Linked DNA regions of Mus musculus: region 2 is linked to region 1. Evidence: chromatin contacts called from public HiChIP or PLAC-seq data. All regions are on one chromosome and are shown on one strand. Each heading gives the region's core, a stretch centred on a gene start, on an enhancer-like site or on the middle of the called end of the contact. The rest is flanking DNA. Distances are from core to core; before and after follow the strand shown.

Region 1 (5,763 bases), core at 1,122-3,621:
ACTTTGATTCACGCTAACTATACTTTGCAATTAATAAGAGGATCTCACCAGGTTGTTTCTATGAAAATTAAGGTAGAAACCATGTGATTTGGTCAAGATAGTGTCTAGAATTCTAGAATTCCTTGAGATGTTGCAAGCAGCTGAAAGCTGTTAGAGAAAGAGCTATCCTCCCAGGACATCTGGCCCCGGATCCCGGCTTACTGAGCTGAGATTGTCAGCATTCATTCTGGCTGTTGCAATTTCAAAGCATGGTGTCTCACTCCATTTTCCTTTGACTTTCTTCTCATAGTCTTCTTTATATTTTTGCTGGAGGAGTTAAAAAATGAAATAAAAACAGAAATCAAGAGTTGACAAACAGGAATTGACTGTAGTACACGATTAAATATCTTGACGAGGTTCGTATTAGGTCCTCAATGAATATCTTCAAGTTATCTTGCACTCTGGTCTACTGACCCAGCAAGAAAGTTGACTTAAGGGGAACAAGGAGAGAGATAAGAAGACTATCTTTCTTAGTTATCTTTGTTAACTTTGGGGACTTAGACTCTAAGTCAAATAGTGCTGTGCAGAAGTTACCTCACCACTGATCTAAGATACATTGCTATGAATTATCATGGCCCATGTGTTCTTGGAACAGAATTAACCTACACAACCCCAGATCTGGGACTATGAGGCAAAGCTAGAGCAGGGTTAGAATGACTCTCCTTGACTAACATGGCTATGCCAAAGACAGTGTCAGGTGGCTTGCATGCACCTATACCTCGACCACACCCTTCATGGAACTAGAAAGTCCTTCGCCATTATACTGCTAACTCAAGCTCTGATGTACAGAACCAGCGTAAAAGGAAGTGCAGATTTCTCCCAAATGCCCTATTTCCTGTTTTTGCAATGGTCAATATGCTAATTATCCGTGAACAGCTTTTATAGCTGTTCATTTTAGATCTCTGGATTTTTAGTGCCCATGACTGGACACAGTCATTATTAAAGTTTTGACTTAATGATTCAGCACTTCAACTTTCTCAATCCCAAGGGCTGCTGCTGTATTTTACACAGAACATTGCTAGAAAGATAAAGCAAGATCATATGATAAAGATGCTTTGTGTATCTACAGCACTAAGCAAATGTATGGTACAGTAATTATAATAATGACAACTCATAAGGAAATGGAGAAAACTGTATATTAGACAAGAGAGACAGATAGAGAGGCAGACACACAGAGAGAGAAACTGAATTTGTCTAAGACTCAGATCTGCAGACACAGTAGAATCTTGAGATCAAGCCATCCTGGGTTACATGGAAAGAACCTACCTCAACAGACAAAAACAGAACAACAAACTCTACAGTAGACTGCTAACTAATTCAGCTACCCTCCTATGATGGTTTGAATGAAAACAACCCCATAGGCTCAGAGGGAGTGGCACTATCAGGAGGTGAGGCTTTGTTAGAGTAGGAGTGGCCTTGTTGGAGGAAGTGTGCCACTGGTGGTGGGCTTTGAGGTTTCAGATGCTGTCTGTCTCTCCCTACAGCCTACCAATCCAGATGTGGAGCTCTCAGCTATCTTTCCAGCATGGTGTCTACCTGCTTGTTCCCCACCACGCTTCCTGCCGTGATGATAATGGACTAAACTTCTGAAGCTGAAAGCAGGCCCAATAAAATGTTTTTCTTATTGAGAGTTGCCATGGTCACGGTGTCCCTTCACGGCAATAGAAACCCTAACTAAGACACCTCCTCTGTTGAAGTAAATCCCCAATACAAAACGAAAGTGAATTAATAGATTTGGGGACTTGCCAAGGCTGCCCGTAGAAGTACTTCTAATCTTTTGGGAAACAGGTTTCTTAAGAATCAGATAGATGAATAAAATACCCATAAACACTAACGCTTCCAAAAGTCTGATTTGAACATGGTGGCAGATATCTGTTACAAAAAAAAAAAAAAAAAAAAAAAGTGCTTTAGAAGTCTTGAGGCAAGGGAATCATGAATTCAAAATTAGCCTGGGTTCTATGGTAAGACTCTGTCTCAAAAAGCCAAAACCAAACTAAATAAGGAAAACAATAAAAAGTAGTCAAACATAAAAAGCAAAGAACAAAAAACCATTTCAGAAGTTTTTGATGCTCCCCCATTTCAGGGTTCAGTCTTTAAGTCTTTCTGATGATCTGTGCGGGGGGTGGGGTGGGGGTTGGGAGAATGCCGGGCAGTTCAGGACTTTAGGCAAAGAGATGAGACCTGAGGCATCAAAAAGCTGATATACAGAGGTCTTTGTGACAACACTGAAACACTGAGAAGCAGCAGATACTATTCCTGGCCAGCCCTGGGCTGTTACAGAGAAACGGGTGCTGGGTGTGTAGCTTTGCAGCAGAGAACTGAGTAGGAGTGTAATTCTCACAACAGAGATAGACTTGTGGCTTTTGAGGAAGTAGTTAAACAAGATAAAGAGCAGAGCACAAAACCACCCCGACATCTCCTCCAAGGTCCTTCCTCTCTTCTCACCTTCCAGGAATAAAAGCTTGCTATTTCCTCCTGCCATGGGTCTGGCTGGGGACTGATCACTCACAGTCTATACCCAAGTCCTCTTATGTCAGTAAGGGGTCCCCCTGCATGGGAGAAGGGGTGGCTGTAGCTTGCTAATTGCTGAGGAGGGTACCCTCCTCATTCCCCTTTATGTGCAGGAAGGAAGGAGGTCAAAGGGACAGGTCTCTGACCAGAAGGCGAAAGGAAAAGGCAGGCAGTGTCCTCGTGGGCAGTCTCCCCCATATCGGAAGCCCAGCATCGAACTTTCTGTCTAACCCTGAGACTTTCTCCTTAATCTTCCCTCCCACTCTCTTGTAGTTGATCAATGACAGCCTAGAAGAAAGATCGGACTGAAGTTTCCCTGAAACTTGTTAAATAGAGGAAAGGATACCAGGTCAGATCCAAGCTCTGAATATCAACTTTGTAGGGGGAGGTGACCAGATGCCAGTAGGCACAGTGGTTGTTTCCTTAAACCATAGGCTCTCCTTACCACTAGACAGCTAATGGCACTGGGCTTCAAAATTAGGCTTCCTGGTGTTTTGCTTAAACTCATGGCTTCATTTTCCACTTTCCAGATAGGCACCGGTAGTTTTTATATGGTTACCAAATGGAAAGAAACTGAAAGGAGTTAATCACTTCTCTTCTAAGTAGCTTAGCACTGAGCTACCAGTCATCTCCATTAGCAGAGAAGTTATTGTTCAGAGCATGTAGGGCATCCTCACTGGGTTACATTATTGACCGTAGTTGGTCCAGAGTTACTTTCCAGACTCAATAAAATGCCTTATGGTGAGATCCATAGGCATCTCCCTAGTTCAATGCAATAGAATATTTCAGAAGATCAGGGCTCCGTGTTACTTAACAATGTGCCGCTGCAAGACATACTTTTTACAAAAGCTTTCCAGGTTCCACAGAGAAACTACCGGAGGGAAGCAAAGAGGCAAGCACAGAGAAACTAAAGGCACTTCCCAATGGTGTATGCAGAATCCACGTTCAGCAGGTCCTGGTGAGCCTGTTCTCTCACCTGGAATATCTGTTGTAGGAACAAGTCAGGATCCTGCGTTATTCACCTAAGTCACACCTACACAGCATACCCAAGACTGAGAAGGGTGCTGGCATAAAGCTCCTGGTTTTAGCAAAGATAAAAGGAAATGAATATACTGTGAAAAGGAGAGTAAGAAGAGCCAATGGAGAGGATGTAATATCAGTGCAACCGTTGCCAGAGTATGATCATTACCAGCTGAACAGGAAGCTGTAAAAAGGACAGTAGGCACGGAAGGCATAGCTTGGCAAGGAAGCATCAAGAGTTTTAAGTGTCTGAAAGAGAGACATTTTAAATCTATTTTGGAGAAAAAGATGCTACAAAGATGCTGAGGTGGGGAATCCAAAAAGCCTGACCGTGGGGAAGATGAGGGAAAGCATCAAAAAGAAGTCACCCTTGGCAGCCTGGGCCTCTGCTTGGATGCCATGTTGCTGGATGACTACCATGTACAATATTTCTCACTAAAGAGACTGGTATTTTTGATGCACAACAGACTCTAGGAATCTGGATAAGACTTGGATAAATTATGTCTCTGTGGCCAAACCCAGCGACCTTCATCTTCAGCCACTCAGCTCAGATTATTCTACAAGGTCAAAGTTAGGTGTGCAACTCTTACCAAGTACTTAATACTGTGTCACCCTCTCCAAACAGTGTGCAGTCCAGACAGACCTGACACGAAGCTAGTCCAGAAGCCATATCTCTTAAGATGCAAAAGAACAGGCGGGAAGAGAACTTTAATATACTTTACTTAACCTAATAGATCCAATGCACTACCATTCTAGCACATAGTTGGTATAAACAGAGACGGGCTATTTTACATTTGTTTTTACTTCATGGTAAGCATTTAAGATCCAGGCTATGCTTCCTGTGTGAAAGAAAGACTCGGTGTTAGGGGAACAGACTCAGGTATGTGCCCTCTTCCAATTCATAAATGGAATTCTTAGCTTATAATGTGATGGCATTTCATTTTGACTTTCACTTTTCTGAGACTTTGAGAAGCTAGAGCCTGCTGTTTAAGATACTCTGCCTATAATTTATTGTAGGAGTCTAAATCCCCTAATATTCTCAGGGTTTTTTTTTTCTAGTCATGTTTTAAGAGCTCAGTTGTCAGCTTTGTCTAAGGGCTGCCTTACAGAATTGCACAACTTGTTTTTCATTGGTGGATCTAAATTGATGGAGAGTGGCTATGGGAAAGTTTGAAAGCAAGTTAAAAGTCACTTCCAAATGTCCACTCTGCATGCTCAAATTAGATAAAAAAGAATTCTACTCGAATTGAGATAGTCTTTACATACAAATTAAAAATGGATTATTTTGAAATGACCACTTGGAATACAACTTCTCCCAAACAATCTTTTTGTTCTATCTTTTTCTCTGCTATGGACACACCCAGAAGCCATGTCAATATGCAAAGTCCTTCATTTAACCTCTTTCTGCTCAGCCCTAGGGGAAGGTTGCTAGTGTCCTCACTAATTTTACTATACATACACAGCCCCTGGGTTTTACATTAAATACTCTTCAAAAGGAGAAGCTAAAAACACTGTGGGAGAGATTATATCATTTCTATCTTTTCTTTCAATAGCCCACCTCTAGCTAAAAGAGAAAGAGAGAGAGAGAGAGAGAGAGAGAGAGAGAGAGAGAGAGAGAGAGAGAGAAGAAGAAGAAGAAGAAGAAGAAGAAGAAGAAGAAGAAGAAGAAGAAGAAGAAGAAGAAGAGGAGAAGGAGGAGGAGGAGGAGGAGGAGGAGGAGGAGGAGGAGAAAGAGAAAAAGAAAAAAAGAAAAAGAAAAAGAAGAAGAAAGAGAAAAAATGAATCCTGAAGTTCAGTCAAAATTGAAGCAGAAGATGAAACTGAGTCTCGACTTTCAGAGGAAAAGAAGGGAAGATAAAAGCAGCTGTGTCTCAGAGAGAGTGGCCCGATGGGACCTCATCACAACAGGACTTAGCTCGGCCTATGTACCAGCCGAACACTTGTCTCCCTGCATTCCTTGCCACAGCTGCATCCTTCTGTGTTACTTTATCTGGCTAAATATAGGCAAAAGCAGCAGCTTGCTAGGGTTTCAAAGCTCTTAAAGTGCTGGCCCCACCACTGGCCATTGAGCCTTGTCTGAGAGCTCACTCATGCAGTCTGTCCACATCTGACTGAGTGTACATAAGACTGCCAGGGTGTCTCCCCATCCCCCAAGTTAAACCGCAGCCTCCACAGAGGGTGTAGCTTAGTCAG
Region 2 (6,350 bases), core at 2,549-5,048, 110 kb after region 1:
AGAAACAAAGATGAAAATCAGCGAGCCATTAGGAGGCAGAAATCACACACTAACTTGAGGTTGGGAAGTCTCACAAAGAAAATGTCTCATACAGATTAGAGCGAGGTCCTGCTGAGAAGATAAAAGTAATCACCATGCCACGAAAGCCCCAGGTACCAAGGGTGAAGGTGCATGTGCTACAAACAGCTCGTCCAGAGTGCACACTGTCACCAGGAACGAGCATTTCCTCCCCCAAGGTCCCTCCAGTGAGCTCCACCTGGAGCTAAGAGGCAGCGTCCTGACAGCTCCTGACAGCGTACAATGTCCAGTCACCTTCCTGCTGTACACTCCTGCATGGTTGAACTCCCTTGAAAAAAAGACCAGGAACTGAGGTGGCTTCTCCAACACAAGACCAACACAGCCTGTGCCTTTGCCAGCACTCATTCATAACTTGGTTCCTTTCCTAACTAACAACCAATGAGCAGAGGGAGGAGCAAGGCTGCCAAGAGGGAAACTCCACAACCTTTTACAGTCTACGTAGGTGTTGGAAAGGATCTTCCTTCACCTACCACATTCTTTATAAAGGTGTGTGTGTGTGTGTGTGTGTGTGTGTGTGTGTGGTGGGGGTAGGGGTGATGAGAACACGCTGGCACTAGAGATCCTTGTTTAACATCCCAGGCCTATTATTTTAAATAAATAAAGCCCTAATGAGCATCTTTAAAGAAGAAAGTTTTTAGAAGGAACAGAACTGAGGCAGATTAACCAACACCCGATGGAACAACTGGAACCAGTGTTGCAAAAGTCACCAGAATTACGAAGTGCTCCTTCATCTATAGAGACAGGCTGGGTTTCTTTTCTGCTGCCCTGGACTATAACAAGCCGCTTTGTAAAGGCGAGGGGATTTGTCTCTTTCATTCTCCGACTTATTCCCAACACCCAGAGCCGTGGTTCTCAGCCTCCCATATTCGAAGACCCTTTTACATAGTTCCTCATGTTGTGGTGACCCCCTCAGCCATAAATTTTTGTTACTACTCCATAACTATAATTTTGCTACTGTTATAAAAGTAAAAAAAATCAATGATTTCCCATGGTCTTAGAGATTGAGACCCACAGGTTGAGAACTGCTGCCCTAGAAAGGTATTTAAACCAAACACTGGTAACAAGTTCTAGAGATACAGTCATTGTTGGCAAACCTAAATCTAAGCTAAAGATTCACAACTCAGTCAACAGGGAGAAAAGAGGGGACAGAAAAGCTGACAGTGGCTTCTTAAAAAGATCAACAAGCATCAACACACTTGTTTCCTTTCCCAATTGTCTGACAGAAGTCACTCGAGCCTGCTTCCTCTCTTCCAGGAAAATATTCGGAGACAGAATCTCATGTTAGCCCAGGTTGGCCTTAACTTTACTATGTAACCAAGGACGTGCATCCTACGTGACAGGATCACAGGGGACCCCACCACCACATCCCGTTATCTCTTGAATGGGTGTGGTGAAAGGGAGGCAGGCCCTCTACCAACTAAGCTACAGCCCCAGCTACAATACTTTTTAATGGTGTCAATAAATGGCAGTATCTAGAATAAAGTTTGAGCGCTCCGGAATCTGTGCCCCACCTAAACATAGCTCTGGTTTTCTGGGCCCAGCAAGCAGTTCACCAGCTCAGCTTTAATTGAGCAGCTGCTTTTTGAGAAGCCAGAGCTGCTAAGTCTCTGCGTTCATCGATATAGCAAACTCTGCAATTACCCAAAGCCTCTCTCCGCAGCTCTCCATGAAAAGAGTATAGAAACGTGTGCTGATCCTTCTGTAAAACAAAGCATCGAAGACACACCTAACTTATGTGCCCCCTTCTCCACAGGTCCAAGACTAGCAACAAGTGTTTGTGACAGTGAATTCCGTGAGGCTACTGAGCTGGGAAGAGACCATTTAACGATTTTTTTTCTTCACGATCTCACTCTATTGACTGGTAATTTCCTAGGAACTGGACTCTATTAATCCTCTTGTTAATTTTCAAACTCTGAGTAAACGTTCAGGCAAATGCTACTACAAAATGCAGAGCACAAGATCTGTGCTGCTACCAATGCATTCCTGCTATCATGTGCAACTAGGTGAGTTTCTTTTAAAGTTCTAATTCATTTTTTAAGTTACAGCAACGGTTTGGTCACTGACTCAAAGAAGAAAGTGAGACCAGTACCAGAGACACTTTAAAGCAAAAGGTCTTTCTAAACCAAAGCAGAACTGAAACACTAGTCTCACTAAATTCAAGACTGTAGAGGACAGAACTAGAATAAGAACACTTATTACCCACACAAATATCACCAGTTCTACAACAATGTAACCTTTAGTACTTCAAACCTAGAGATTAAATATTCAAAAACTGTAGACCCCACAAATCCCTCCTGTGCTAGGTGAGAGTATCTAAACCCACAGAATTATGAAGCCACTAGAAACCACTACCCCGTCACACGTTCTCTGCTGACCAGACAGAGCTAATGGAAATATCCTCTTTATTGCCTTCCACTTCATTTAGTACCGTTATCTTAGGTATCATTTTTAAAAAAATTATTATTAAAAAAAGCAGAACCCACTAGGGATTACAAGTCCCATAAAACCAGCTCTATCCCAGAGGAGGAGCAAGCCCGGCAACTGCTCCTTCTAAATAGTAGGCGCCACCGTTCATTAAGTTTTAACTGGAAAAAGTGGGGGTGCGACAACGCTACCAGCTTATACAAGAGAAAAACTGTACGTGCTTGACAGATGGAATGAACTGCAAGTAGAGCTTTTTTTAAAAAAAAGCACTATATTTCATTTCAGTAACTATGTAGTTCTGTTAGGACCATATTCTCTCCAGTATCACACACCCATTTTGTAATTTTTTTTTTTAATAAATCCCCTATGCCTTTCCGTGGCAAATGTCTGCATTTAGGCGAACTTAACACAGTAACCTGCTAGTTACCTAATGCTAATGAAGCCTGCCTCCCGAGGCAGGCTTTTAAAAGCTTTCAGCGAAACACTTTAACAAGGGCCAAAAACAAAACAAAACAAAACAAAACCCAAAACCTTCTAATAACCTAAGAAAGAAAACGACCTTAGGCTTGACCTTTACCACTGAGACAAACGGCGCAAAGGAGAGACACTCCATCACTATTCCGCAGCGAGGGTCTCCCCGCCCATCCCCCCCACCCCCACCCCCACCCCCACCCCCCAAAGCGAACCAGACGGATCCAGCACTAGTTCCAGTTTTCCGCATTCTGCAAGCCGTGGGCTCGGTGGCGCCGCTAGGGTCAGGGCCCTCGGTCCTCACTCTAGAACCCCAGCTGTTGCCCGTGCGGCCCAAACACAATTGCGGGCAGGCGACGGGGATGGAAGCAGGCCAGGCAGCGCGCTGGGCCCTCGGCGTGGGGCAGGGCACCTTTTGCGCTCGCGATCAAATCGGAGAAATGGGTGTATGGCGGGAGGAACCTCTCCCCAGCTCCCCGGAGACAAAGGCGACCCTCCTGCCCGACAAGGGCCGGGACCTCCCCGCCCGGCCCAGCCTCACCCTGGTGATTGAACAGCCTCCAGATCCGGGTAAAGAGAATTCCCATCCTCGGGCAGCGGAGCCCTCCAGCCTCCCGGGCTCAGGCTGCGGGGCAGAAGGACGCGCCGGGGCCTCCGCCTCTGCTCCCGCGCCGGCCGCGCGCCCGCTTCCAGGGACCCGCGGGGAGGCCGCAGCCCAGGCCGCCCAGCCACGCGCGAGGCCCCGCCGCTACCGCCGCGGCGCTCGCCTGGCTCGCGGACATCGCCGCCGCGTTGTCTGCTCGAACCTCGCGGGCCACCGTCCTCCCCCAGCTCCTCTCCGGCGGTGGCTCGGGCAGGGGCGGGGCGGAGCGAGGGGACTGCGCAGGCGCCGTGCCCGGAGGCGGAGCGAGGGAGCTGGAGGCGGGGCAAGGGGGCTGGAGGCGGGGCGAGGGGCTGGGAGGCCTCTGCGGCGCGGAGGGTCAGTGGAAGGAAGGCTGCGGCGCTTTAGGCGCGCCAATGTCGGGGATTTGAGGTTGTTTCTAAGTCACAATGCAAATATGTAACCATACTCAACTCCAAAAGTGCCAGGTTTGGACCCCGACGATGGTAAGCTTTAAGTCTCTTTAGAGCCTATTTTCCCTGACAAGCAGCAGAAATCATTGGCCTATTTTTTTTTTTTTTTTTTTTTTTTTTGTCGCTGCGGTTTTTCGTACTTCTACCTTTGCTTCTCAGCGCTCTTCCCTCTCCAATCTCCCTCTGCTCTCAGGCCACTCTTGGCTAGAACACTTTTCCTTAAGTATCTCCCCGGTTTAAAAATCTTAAGGCACAAAAGCCGTCTGAGCTGAGTCCAAAAAGACTGTAGACAAGAAACTCACTGGTCTTCACGATATGATCGTCTTTTTCTCTCATTCAGGAGTCACCATCATGTTAAATAGATGGCCAAATGCTGTCTGTGCTCTTCATTCTGCTGCTTGCCTAAAGTTTAAACAGTTGTGCCTCCTGGTATGCGAGTGTCCAGCTCTGCGCCCCTGCGCACCCCCACCCCCACTCCCCGCAGGATAAGTGGCTGAAAAGTAAAATATAAGTAATCGCTGGCGAACTTGATCCGAACGAAGAGTTCTTGCCTGTGTTTTGTTTTTGTTTACTTTAGTTCCCTTTAGCTAAACAGGTAGACTCTAGATCTCCATATTCCTGATGTAGGAACAGGGTCGATTCCTGAGGTTAACTGACGACTGTGATAGTTTTGACTCAAAGAGAAACTGGGGTTGTCTACTTCTTCCACACACATAAACAAACAAAAAGAGTAGAATCAGCATCATCTCTTTCTATCCTCTTTAAGTTTGTAAAAGGGAGGGAAAAAAAAAAGGCAGAGACGGAAAAATGTGGGAGACTTGTGAAAGGCCCTTTCGAGCTGTTCCCGACCTTATCCTCAACAGCCACATGAAATGAAGCACTATACTCTGCCTGACTCCTAACCATATACTACCGTATAGCTCAATGTATGGGAAAGAGTTCTTCATCTTCTTTGGGGGCTTGCGTTCAAATGCCAGTCTTAGAGGAGGCATACATAAAGGAGAATTAGATCTGGATATACTTAATAGCCAGTGGGCTGTTTAGAAGATCAATGTTCGCATAACCAACTTACATGAGCTCTTTAGTGATTCCATTCCCATCCAGTTTAGGCAGGGCTTTAGCGGCTCTGAGTCATTTTACAAATTCCCACATGTCTTTGGCAACTTATTAATGTATGCCAGACCTACATTTACCCATGAAGTTAGAGATCTGTGTTTTAGAACTCTATTAAGGAAATGGTCTCTTAGGCTATTTTCCAAGTGTCCCTCACAGAAGGGGGGATGGAGTTGACTAGTAGAATCTTGGCTGACTTTAGTAGACAAAATACAAAATTGTTAACTATAGATGTAACTGGGAATCTTTAATGAGGGATATCAAACATTTTGTTCTTCCTTCTGAGACCTTCTAAATATTTTATCCATTTTTAAAGTCATGAGCAAAATGCCATGAAAGACCTCAGCTTCAAGGCAGGAGAGAGTAAAACATGTGCTTTACCATTCTACAGTTAACAAGCAGAATACTGGATACAACACAAGAAACAACTGTTTCCAGATACTGGGAAACAGCCTGTGGAACTAAAGAGAAACAGTGAGCTTTGCCATTGCTCTGTATTTGCCCTCCTTAGCAAAAACAATTCCCAGGCAACTCCAGAGGGAGTGGATAGCCAAATAAGAGGGGGACAGTCTCTTACCATGAAGACACAGCTGTGTGCTTCCGGAGTCAGGGAGGCTAGAATTAGGGAAGCAGTCTTTACCTCCATATGACTCATACAGGGTGAAACCCTAGGTTGTTGACTAGTAATAGTTTCTAGAGAAAAAAAAAATCATACCAGGATTATTGCAAAAGGATCCCCAGATAATTGCCCCAAAGGATCAGGAGTCATTAATGTAAAATGGTCCCTTCAGTCAGTAAAAACACACCTAGGACATCAGTAGATGCTTGGATGTTAAAAAGGTGCTAAGCCCAAGAGTAAGCCGGAACTGAGACCAGTCTTAAAAGCGCCTAAGGACTTTGACCAAGAGAGCAACTGCCAGTTGAAACAAGTTTGATGTTCTACAAAGGAGTATTAAAAAGTAGACATCACTAATAATTTGCAATATTCTAAATCTAATAGAATTGTATTGGTCATGCATAGAAGATGTGATAGCAGATCTGAACACAGGGACATCGAATAACTTATAGTTATTGCTGGAAGACAGTGGTTAGAGTCTATAGTTAAATTACTGTACTGACGTTGTATGCTATAGGAAAAGACAAGAAATTTCTTTCTATAGTCCAATGGAACTGTGCTAAGAACTAGAGAG

Evidence for each region. HiChIP or PLAC-seq counts read pairs in DNA pulled down with a chosen protein or histone mark.
Region 2: a contact with region 1 is called in an H3K27ac HiChIP or PLAC-seq map of regulatory T cells, with 6 times the contacts expected there. The contact joins the promoter of Arl5a here to the enhancer-like site in region 1. A contact is called at or near these places in 2 of 39 promoter capture datasets (liver and pre-B cells), 1 of 15 datasets of contacts at CTCF or cohesin (CD8 T cells), 25 of 484 Hi-C or Micro-C datasets (the Ba/F3 cell line, the C2C12 cell line, CD4 T cells and 15 more), 16 of 115 datasets of contacts at active chromatin or transcription factors (CD8 T cells, the SCID.adh cell line, bone marrow-derived dendritic cells and 9 more) and 3 of 9 other capture datasets (adipose tissue, liver and pancreatic islet).

The regions. Positions count from the first base shown.
Region 1 is chr2:52,313,575-52,319,337 of GRCm38.p6, forward strand. It overlaps Neb (nebulin), which reads right to left. Exons shown (of 157, transcript NM_010889.1): 11 at 202-306. 4930573O16Rik (RIKEN cDNA 4930573O16 gene) reads left to right here. Exons shown (of 4, transcript NR_040620.1): 4 at 1,524-1,666. Among named protein-coding and RNA genes, the nearest start is that of Neb, 22 kb to the right of the region's middle. Within about 2 kb of position 2,372, at least 48 of the 459 cell types and tissues checked have an H3K27ac peak or open chromatin away from gene starts, as enhancers often do. A contact at or near this core is called in the Ba/F3 cell line, CD8 T cells, the G1E-ER4 cell line and 8 more, where this site is marked.
Region 2 is chr2:52,421,076-52,427,425 of GRCm38.p6, forward strand. It overlaps Arl5a (ADP-ribosylation factor-like 5A), which reads right to left and starts at 3,799. Exons shown (of 6, transcript NM_182994.2): 1 at 3,515-3,799. The coding sequence starts at 3,560. It overlaps A430018G15Rik (RIKEN cDNA A430018G15 gene), which reads left to right and starts at 3,937. Exons shown (of 3, transcript NR_165461.1): 1 at 3,937-4,080.